Linked DNA regions of Sus scrofa: region 1 is linked to region 2. Evidence: chromatin contacts called from public promoter capture Hi-C data. All regions are on one chromosome and are shown on one strand. Each heading gives the region's core, a stretch centred on a gene start, on an enhancer-like site or on the middle of the called end of the contact. The rest is flanking DNA. Distances are from core to core; before and after follow the strand shown.

Region 1 (4,929 bases), core at 731-3,230, 470 kb after region 2:
ATGCGGCGTTGCCGTGAGCTGTGGTGTAGGTCGCAGATGCAGCTCACATCTGGCATTGCTATGGCTATGGCGTAGGCCAGCAGCTATAGCTCCAATTTGATCCCCTAGCCTGGGAACTTCCATGTGCCTGGGATGTGGCCCTAAAAATACACAAATACAAAAAAAAAAAAAAAAAAAAAAGTGTTCCTAGGGAGGATATCAAACACAGTAATCACTGCGTTTGAATTAGACAATCATCTTTGTTGGATCATCTCTACCAAATGGTGTAGATTAAATTAATCTTTTTTTTAAGGACTCTAAATGTACTTTTTCTTTAAGTACAGAAGAAAGTCAAAGGAAATACATTAAGAAATATGAAAAATTTTGTCATCCAAAGGGTACTACTCTTTTAATAGCACCAGCACCTAATCAAAACCTCAAAATACCAAGGACTGGAATTTGGAAAAGGTACTTTCAAATGTAGCAGAATGGGGAACATCTGAACTATTTGGGGCAGGAAACTAAGATCTTAGCAACAGTATCTCTCCTGAAGCATGGTAAATGAATCCGCACCCAAACCTCTCCTATTTCCTCCAGGATCTTGGGAACTTCTTTTTTTTTTACTTTTTATTTTTACAGCTGTGCCTGTGCAGCATATGGAAGCTCCCCAGGTTAAGGGTGAAATTGGAGCTGCAGCTGAGGTCTACATCACAGCCACTGTAACACCAGATCTGGATCTGAGCAGCATCTGCAAACTACACTGCAGCTTGTGGCATTGCTGGGTCCTTAACACACTGATCGAGGCCAGGGATCAAACCACAACCTCACTGAGATGACACTGGTTCCTTAACCTGCTGAGCCACAGTGGGATCTCCAGGAACTTCTTTAAGACACCCTCATCTTCTCAGGACTAAGTGAAATGCAGTGAATCGTATTTGAAAATTTTGCCAAATAAATGAATATATGGGAAAGGAGAAAAATTAGGAATTTGAGGGAAATTCTCATTTTTCAGACATCCAGACATCAGACCTTAAGAGAAATGATTTAGGAGTCCACCATTATTAATTTCTGCTTCTTTTGAACTTCATCTTTCTTATCTCCAGCATAGGAAAGGAAATTGATTAGATAAACTACTCTGTAGCAAAAATTGTAATCAATGAGCTTCGAAAGTGTTTTCCTCTTTTTTTTTGAAAGTAAGTTTTCTCTCCTATGAGGATACTGTGACTACTAGGCAGAATTATTTATTCAGTGGTTCTGATGACTTTTTTTGTGACAGTATTCCAAAAATTGGTTTGTTGCCAGGGGTTGCCCACGGCATTCAGAAGTTCCCAGGCCAGGGATTGAACCTCCGACACAGCTGTAACCAGAACCCCAGCATTGACACACCAGGGTGTTTAACCCATTGAGCCACAAGGGAACTCCCCAAAATTGTTCTAACACTTCTCATAAACCTGCTAAACTTAAGGGGTGCTGGGATTCATGCGGTTCACTAACTCATGGATCCATTTGTAACAATAATAAACAAAATTGAAATGTAAGTCCAAATAGTTCACATACACGGTTGACTAAAATTTAATAAGCTAAAGATTCCACTGATATAAGTAAGCATAAACACAGTTTACCCTATAGATCCCTTTTGTCCCTATCATAACCCAGTAAACTTTAAACAGGCAAAGATCACCGTAAAAGTCCTACACATAGTTCAATGTTCCCCATATTTCCTTATATCCCCTCCTGGAAGTACAGAGTCTTCAAGAAAAGGAGTGGAGGGAGATGGTCATTGGAATACACATTGAGACATACCTTTGAGGTTCACACTAGAAGAAAGCACAGATCAGTGAATTCAAAATTGAATATATGGCGTGCCCCCTTAGGCGTGAGAACATTCATAAAAACAGATATTTAAAAGTAACTAACTGAGGGAAGAAAAACATGGCTAAAAGGGCTGGTAGCTGAGTGGGGGTGGGGATGGGGCGGGGGACAGAGTCAGGGAGACAAACAGGATGCCAGGAGGTGAGAAATAAGGGTGGGGAGTAGTGGCCAATCTCAAGAGGAACTAACAAGGTCTGTTGCTTATAGTTACCCAGAAAACTTGAAGAACAATAACACAAACAAATGCAGCTGAAAGAAACGTGAGGGAAGCTGGATCCTCCTGGCAAAGACCGCACAGCGCCCCTGTATTAAGGGTGCTTGAGGAGGCGAAGGCATCTGCCCCCCTCACCCCTCCATTCGCATCCAGCACAACTGCTGACACTTCTGTTTCCCGTTGAATCAACAGATCCTGGCGAAAGACCACAGGGAGAGGGTGAGTGGACCTTGTGCTCCAGGAAGTATATTTCTATCTCTTGAGAAATAGGAACTTCGGCTCTAGGCAGTCCAGCGTGCTGGGTTTTCTGGGTTGGGGGTTTGGTTTTTGCTTTTTAACTTTTTCTCTTTGGAGTGGCTTTTAAGGTAAATGCATGCTATTTTGAAGAAGAATTTCAGTTCCAAGAACACACACAGGTCCAGCTCTTCAAGCAGCAGGTAAAAAGCCAAAGCATCAGGAGACGGTCGCCCCCTCTCCTGGGCCTCTCCTCCTAAGGTCCCTCCCTTGCCATCCTACCCCCGTCAAAACTCACAGACACAGGACCACACCTCCGGGTCCAGGGTGCTTTCAAGGGGCCACCTTGTCAAACTGAGCTTCAGGTCCTACATTTAATTACACGCAACATGCACATTACTTTCTTAGCTTTTCTTTTTTTTTTTTTAAATACACACTTCTTATTACAAAAGACATATGTGCTCACTAAAGAAAAAAAAACACAGAACAACACTGAAATGAAAAAAAAAAAATCACCCTCATACTTATCACTTGGATTCAACATTATTATGATTTTAATATCACCTGCTGTTAGCAAATCTTTCTGAATTACGAGGGCAGTGAACAATTCTCTACTGTTCATAGTGATCCAAATATAGGCTTTTTTTTTTTTTCTTCTAGACATATTAGCAAACTTCTAAAGCACTTGTGAGTGTAGACAGGCTTGCCAGGTTGGGAAGCAAAGAAATCAAAGCTGAAGTCTTCTTTCCCAGAAAAGTACCAGGAAAACTGGTGCAACTGGGCTCTTACACCGAGGGAGACATTTCATAGGTCACGCTTCAGGGTTTGGGTGCAAGCATGCAACACACTTGGAATGAGCAGAAAAAGGCAGGCGGCAGGGCCACTTCCCTAGAGTGTAATTCACACGCCATCTCTTTGCTGGCTTAGTTCCTGAAGCTGAGAGAGAGAGAGTAGAGCAAGAGATGGTATACATACACATACATGTATGTACATATATATTTGTGTTTCTCCCCATGGTACCAATACCCTAGCTGCTGCCTCCTGCTCTGCACTGTTGGAACTTTCTATGATCATTAATGTCATTGTGTTTAATTATATTATATAATTTCATTATATTTAATTATAATTACATGAGTTATATTTAATGTCATTTTATACACAGTCTTGCACCTCATTGGTTCAGAAACCTTCCATGGTTTCCCAATGTCCGCTGGGAAAAGCGGCAGCTCCTCGGCATTGCCTTTTCCCCCCAGCACGGCCTCAGCTGATGGTTCCTAGCCCGCCTTATGCCACTCCTGAGTGGTTCCAGCCCCCATTGGACCCTGGGCCCCAGGGACCTCTCCAGACTCCGAAATGCAGTGTGGAGCCCCCCTCCCTCCAGCAGGGATGTTCTAGAGCCTCCTCCATGAAGATTTGGGGGGGATTTCCTGACCGATGTGATTTCTTTTGCAAACCTATAAGCTCCCTGAAGATAAGGCCCAAACCACCCAAGAATGCTCACAGTTTTTGAATGAATCGATTTATGTATTTTTCCTTTTAACTCCCATATCATGGCTTTTTTCTAAATTTTACTCATCATATTCTGCACTGTGTAATCATTAAGCAAGTATGTATGTTTTCTCAAATCCCTTGAATGCAGGGATCATATACAAATTTCTTGCACCCCTATACCCACCCCAGACCTATAGTAAATGTTCAGCCAATATTTACCAGACTAACTTAAATCCAGGATCTAAATGTCAATACAGTTTCCATAATATAGAGGAGAGGGTTGGAAACAGAAAGTCAGTCTCATTCTAAAATAAGCTGAAAAATGGGAAGTAGTTTTTCTTACTTGGCAGGTCTCCGATTCTGACAGGAGAAAGCTAGTAGTCCCCAACTTAGAAATAAGCTACATTCTACATCTTCATATGTGTAGATCACTGATTTGGAAATTACAATTAATTTCTCTTTGAAATAATATTTTATTTTATTTTATTTAATATATTTTTTTTTATTTTCCCACTGTACAGCAAGGGGGTCAGGTTATCCTTACATGTATACATTACAATTACATTTTTCCCCCATGAAATAATATTTTAAATAATGCTTAAGATCCTGATATGTCCCCCAAAGTCAAATTGATCTCTTGATGAAGCAGAAATAGTATATTTGTAATAAAAAAGCAGAAAATAAAACTGACACATTTTACTAGTAAAATAACCAATAAAAACAACTAAATAAAAGTGATTGTTTTTAACTTGAATAATCATGATTCAAGGAAAGCAGAATTTAACTATAGAAAAAGGAGGATAGGAGCTCCTGCTGTGGCTCAGTGGTTAAGAACACAACATAGTGTCCATGAGAATGTGGGTTTGATTCCTGGCCTTGCTCAGTGGATTATGGATCTGGCATTACTATGGCTGTGATGTAGGCTGGCAGCTACAGCTCCAATTTGACCCGTAGCCTGGGAACTTCCATATGCCACAGGTACAGCCCTAAAAGGAATAAAAAGAAAGGTTATGATGGACTGTGATAATGTGAGAAAATAGAATGTATACATGTATGTGTAACTGGGTCACCATGCTGTACAGCAGGGAAAAAATCATATTGGGGAAACAATAAAAAAAAATTAATTCTGATTTTTTCCT
Region 2 (4,899 bases), core at 11-2,510:
TGAGCACCCTGCATCCCGGTACGTATAAGGGACTCAGTAGATACTGCTGTAAATGGCCTGGGAATTATCCAAGTTAAAACAATGCACAGACTTCTTATTAGAACAAGGTACTCAGCCAGCAGTTGTCCAGCATTTTCCTGTCATTGTCCTCACCTGCCACTCCACCCAATCCCTGTGTGTGTGAGTACACAGCTCACGAGACTGCATGCCAAACATGCATGTGCATGCACACGTGAACCAGGACTGATCACAGAGCTGTATCTCTGCCCTGAATCTGGAGTCTTTTGCATAGTTCAGAAAATAGCCCTCCTGGACTGACTTAGCCAAAGCCACATTTAGAATAAACAAATGTTTAACCATCCTCCTTTTGTAAATGACTGAACTCCTTTGTAACTAGGCTATTTTTTTTTTTTTTTTTTTTTGTCTTTTTGTCTTTTTAGGGCTGCACCTGCAGCGTATGGAGGTTCCCAGGCTAGGGGTCCAATGGGAGCCACAGCTGCTGGCCTACACCACAGCCACAGCAATGCCAGATCCGAGCCGTTTCTGCAACCTACACCACAACCCATGGCAACGCTGGATCCTTAACCCACGGAGCAAGGCCAGGGATCGAACCCACAACCTCATGGTTCCTAGTCAGATTCGTTTCCACCGCACCACAACCGGAACTCTGATAGTGTATTTTTAAAAAAAATTTTAATTATAGATGATAACATCAGTACTGTTACCACATAATATAATTTTGTCTGGAGGGGATGTATTTTTACCCACTCCCAGGTTTAGGAGAGTAGGTGGTGGGTGTCTTATTCTAATTTGGGTTCTGACTGGGGGTGATCTTGTCCCCACTCCTCCCTGGGGGACATTTAGCAGCGTCTGGGCATTTTGATCTCACTGCTGGTGGTGCCCAGGGATGCTGATAAACGCCCTGCAGTGCCTAGGACAGTCCCCCATGGCGGAGAATTAGCCCAAAATGTCAGCAGTGCTGAGGTCGAGCAACCCTGCTCGAAATTGCCAGGCGTATTGCTGACCTTTACAGTGGATTATCCTTTATTTAGCTGATCCACGGGTGAAATCAACACTCGTGCTTGCAGTCCTTCTTTGTGTTCTGCACTTGGCCTTGGTGCCCTGACCTTCACAAGCTCTGACCGCATGGAAGGCCTCATCACGCAGCAGAGAGCGAAACTTGGACCATGTTCTAGTGCTAACAGCACAAGAAAATGAAAGCTGACGTGATAAGTACATAGTGTTGCGTGAAACAGGAAGAGTGAAAACGTGGCCTGGAGCCTGCTGTTGGGAGTGAGCTTTGAGACCAACCACGGTGGTATCAGCTGGGAGCTTGAGGGACATGCAGGCTGTCAGCACACACACCCCCCCGCCCCCGCCCCAAGACTGGCTGAGTCGAAATCTGCATTTTAGGAAGATACCCACATAGTGTTTGTGCATCTGCAAGTTAGAGAGGCACTGGGTCAGCGTTTCTTCCTTTGGACGAAAACACACGTTGGTTCAAATTGTGGCTCTGACTCTTAGTAGCTGTGTGACCTTGGCCTCGCTACAGAACCTCACTGCCCTTAGTTATCTCGGCTGTAGAAAGGGGATAATAGCACCTGTCTGAGAGGCAGGGGTGACAATCAGGCTTATCCACGCTGAGGGCTCAGCACATAGTAAGAGCTCAAGGGACTGAGCTGAGATTGATACTAAGAAAATAAAGGCAGAAATAGAAGCCTTCGGGAGGCAGTTTCTGTCTTAAACCTCTCAGTCGTCATCGCCAGACAGTGCTCTTCCTCTGCAGGTCTGACTTCTCTGAATAGGAAAATAGCAAAACTGTCAGCAGTCTAGTTGGCAGAGAGTTCGTGGACCTGGGGACCACCCAGCCCAGACTCCTAGACCTGTGCCATCAGCCCAGCCTGAGGCAGCCTGCCCTGTTCATTGCTCTGGAATTGTGAAGTTAACTGAGTAGGAATTTTCAGGACACCCAGAGGAGAAGGGCTGTGGAGGAAGGACGAGAATCGGGGAGGGAGACTGGGAGAGGTGAGCCCTCGCCTTACTGTGAGGTTTGAGGGTGGGAGGGAGCCTCCAGATTAAGCCCACCCCACTGCTCTGTGGACTGGGCGGTCCCTGGGTTCCAAAGGGATGCCGACGTGCTGCTCTGACTGCTCCCTTGCTGCCGCATCAGCCCAGACAGCTCATTGGAATCACTTTTTGGGAACAAGACTCTCTTACAAACCTGCGGGAGTGTCACTACTTTCCAATATGAGATAAAGCAGAACTTGAATCGTAACTGCAGGGGTCCAGCAGAATTTTAACAGCCAAGATGATGAAAGAAAACAACAACAACAAAAAAAAGGGAAAGGGCTCAAGTGGAAGACTTCAAGCTGCACAATAAGATTAAATAAAAATAGGGACTAAAATTCCTCTTGAGAAAGGGACTAAACTATGTCATGTTCAGTGATGAGTAATCCCAAGTACCAGGGGGGGGGGGGGGGGGAGGGGCCGGTGGGACTGATTTGTCCTCTTAAGTATTTTGCCAGAGAACATTTTTCAATATTTGATTTAAATCAGGACAGATTTGCATGATTTAAAATTTTTTTACTATTAAAATATTGTCACAAATTTAGAAAGTACAGGAAATACGAAGAATAGCAAGCACCCCAAACCAGGATCTACCTATCTCTTCTTTTATCCAGTAGTTATTTATGAAGCACCTGCTGGTGCCTGGGACTGCTTGGTGCTGGACAAACCGTCGGTGATGAGGTGGCAGGGTTCCAGCCTTCTCAGAGCTTACAGTGTTGAGCAGCTAAATTTTGATATGTTCCCTTCCGGTACTTTTTTTGTGCCCTTAATGAATGTGTGATTACAAACGTAAAAGCTAACATTTGCTGTCTTCTTACTGTGTCTTGGACTCTGCTTTAGGTGGTTGGTATGATATGTATTAACTCAATCCCTTAACACTACTCTGAGGGAGTGCTGTTATGCCCACTTGACAGATTGGGAAATTGAGGCACAAAGAGTTCAAGCAACTTGCTGAAGATCACAAAATCAGTAAATGCAGAGTCTTGATTAAAACCCACGCAGCCTCGCTCCAGAGCCTGACCTATTTATTAATCACTAGATCGTACTGCCTTTCATAATACTTATACAATTGAGATCACACTGTATAGACAATTTTGATTCCTATTTTTATATTAACTGTTAACAAGTGTGCATCCTGTTACATGTGTATCAGTTTTATTTCTTACTTCCAAAAGAATTAGAATTTTAATATACTCATTTGTTTAATAGGATCATAATTAAATAAGCATAAATAGAAATGTGATGATAGGTATTTAAATGCTTACAGAGATGGTAAGGTGTTCTTAATTGTCAATTTTTTTCTAATATTTTATTTTTATTTTATTTTATTTTTGGTCTTTTTTGCTATTTCTTGGGCCGCTCCCATGGCACGTGGAGGTTCCCAGGCTAGAGGTCTAATTGGAGCTGTAGCTGCTGGCCTATGCCGGAGCCACAGCAATGTGGGATCCGAGCCGTGTCTGCAACCTGCACCACAACTCACGGCAACGCCGGATTGTTAACCCACTGAGCAAGGGCAGGGATCAAACCCGCAACCTCATGGTTCCTAGTCGGATTTGTTAACCACTGAGCCACGATGGGAACTCCTGTCAATTTTTTTAATCCTGTACTTTTAAGGGGAGTTTGGGACAAGGTATTTTAGGGAATTAAACACTTTGTAGCTTGTGCTTGATTATGAAGCAGGAAAACAAACCCAAATGAAGGTAATGAACAGTCAGTGGTGGTGACCATTCTGTAAATTAAGCATAACATGAAATTATGTTGGAGCTATTGAATGGAAGCGATTGTGTGTCGTCTCATGGGCAGTTGCGAGACTCAGGTTGCTGGCAAATGGCCTTTCACGGCACGTTAAGAATGCCTTATCGTTCCCACTGTGGCACAGTGGGTTAAGACACGTGGGTTGCTCAGAGGCATGGGTTTGATCCCAGGCCCCCACAGTGGGTTAAAAAGGATCTGGCGTAGGTCACAGCTGAGGCTCAGATTCAGTCCCTGGCCCAGAAACTTCCATATGCCTCGGGTATGACCATTAAAAAAAAATAAAATACAAAAGAATGTCTTGTGTCAGATGAGGCCCACTTGTGCAAGAACTTACACTAGCTCCTCACAGCTAGTTTCACGGTGAATCGCTGGGATGTTCTTCGTGCATGTCCGTCAGGTACTAGTGCGTCATAACGACGCCGTGTGCCAGCACACAGTGTCTGCAGCTGGGAGAGGTACAGATTCGTGAACTGTAAAGAGTTTTCAACTAAGAAATGGAAATGTGAAAATCGATGACATGGGAGACATTAGAATCGGAGGGCCATCTGGCCTGCAGGGGTGGCTACACAAAGCCTGAGCTTCTGCGTTACTAGGCATATTACTAGGCTGCTCTGCGCTGTAGTCTCCTTCAAGCTAACACGTGCCTTCTGGAGCTGGATCAGGATGAAATGAATCTGTCTTTATGAAACACCTGGCTTGGTGCCCAGCGCTTGGTAGAGGATCCATTAATGGTCACTGTTATTATTGGCTATTAAATAATTTTTAATCTTCTTTTACACCACCCAGTTTTATAACACAAGTGCTTAAAAAATGCGCATGAAGCCAGACCACTTGGGATCCAGCCTTGGCTCTACGCTTCCTGGCTGCAGGGCATCGGGCAGGGCACACCTTAAGGTAGTTGAGTGTTTAATAATTACACATAAAATCCTCAGAACAGTGGTACAGAGTGAGTACTGAGTGAATGTTTGCTGTTGTTATCAGTAATACAGTTGTTAACTCAGAAGATAAAATATTATACTTTAAAAAGTAGGTATCTTGTACCTACTCAGTTGCTGCGACTTTTGCTTACTATATGAC

The links. Promoter capture Hi-C pulls out the DNA fragments that hold promoters and counts their contacts.
Region 1: a promoter capture Hi-C map of fetal liver shows a contact between it and region 2, with 4 times the contacts expected there. The contact joins two enhancer-like sites. A contact is called at or near these places in 1 of 5 promoter capture datasets (fetal liver) and 2 of 2 datasets of contacts at active chromatin or transcription factors (alveolar macrophages and skeletal muscle).

Annotation. Positions count from the first base shown.
Region 1 is chr8:30,012,606-30,017,534 of Sscrofa11.1, forward strand. All of the region lies in intron 1 of LOC100510918 (a long non-coding RNA gene), which reads right to left. Among named protein-coding and RNA genes, the nearest start is that of KLF3, 9.9 kb to the right of the region's middle. Within about 2 kb of position 1,981, at least 18 of the 83 cell types and tissues checked have an H3K27ac peak or open chromatin away from gene starts, as enhancers often do. A contact at or near this core is called in fetal liver, where this site is marked.
Region 2 is chr8:29,543,646-29,548,544 of Sscrofa11.1, forward strand. The region is part of intron 14 of TBC1D1 (TBC1 domain family member 1); the gene reads left to right. Among named protein-coding and RNA genes, the nearest start is that of MIR9840, 2.9 kb to the right of the region's middle. Within about 2 kb of position 1,261, at least 17 of the 83 cell types and tissues checked have an H3K27ac peak or open chromatin away from gene starts, as enhancers often do. A contact at or near this core is called in fetal liver, where this site is marked.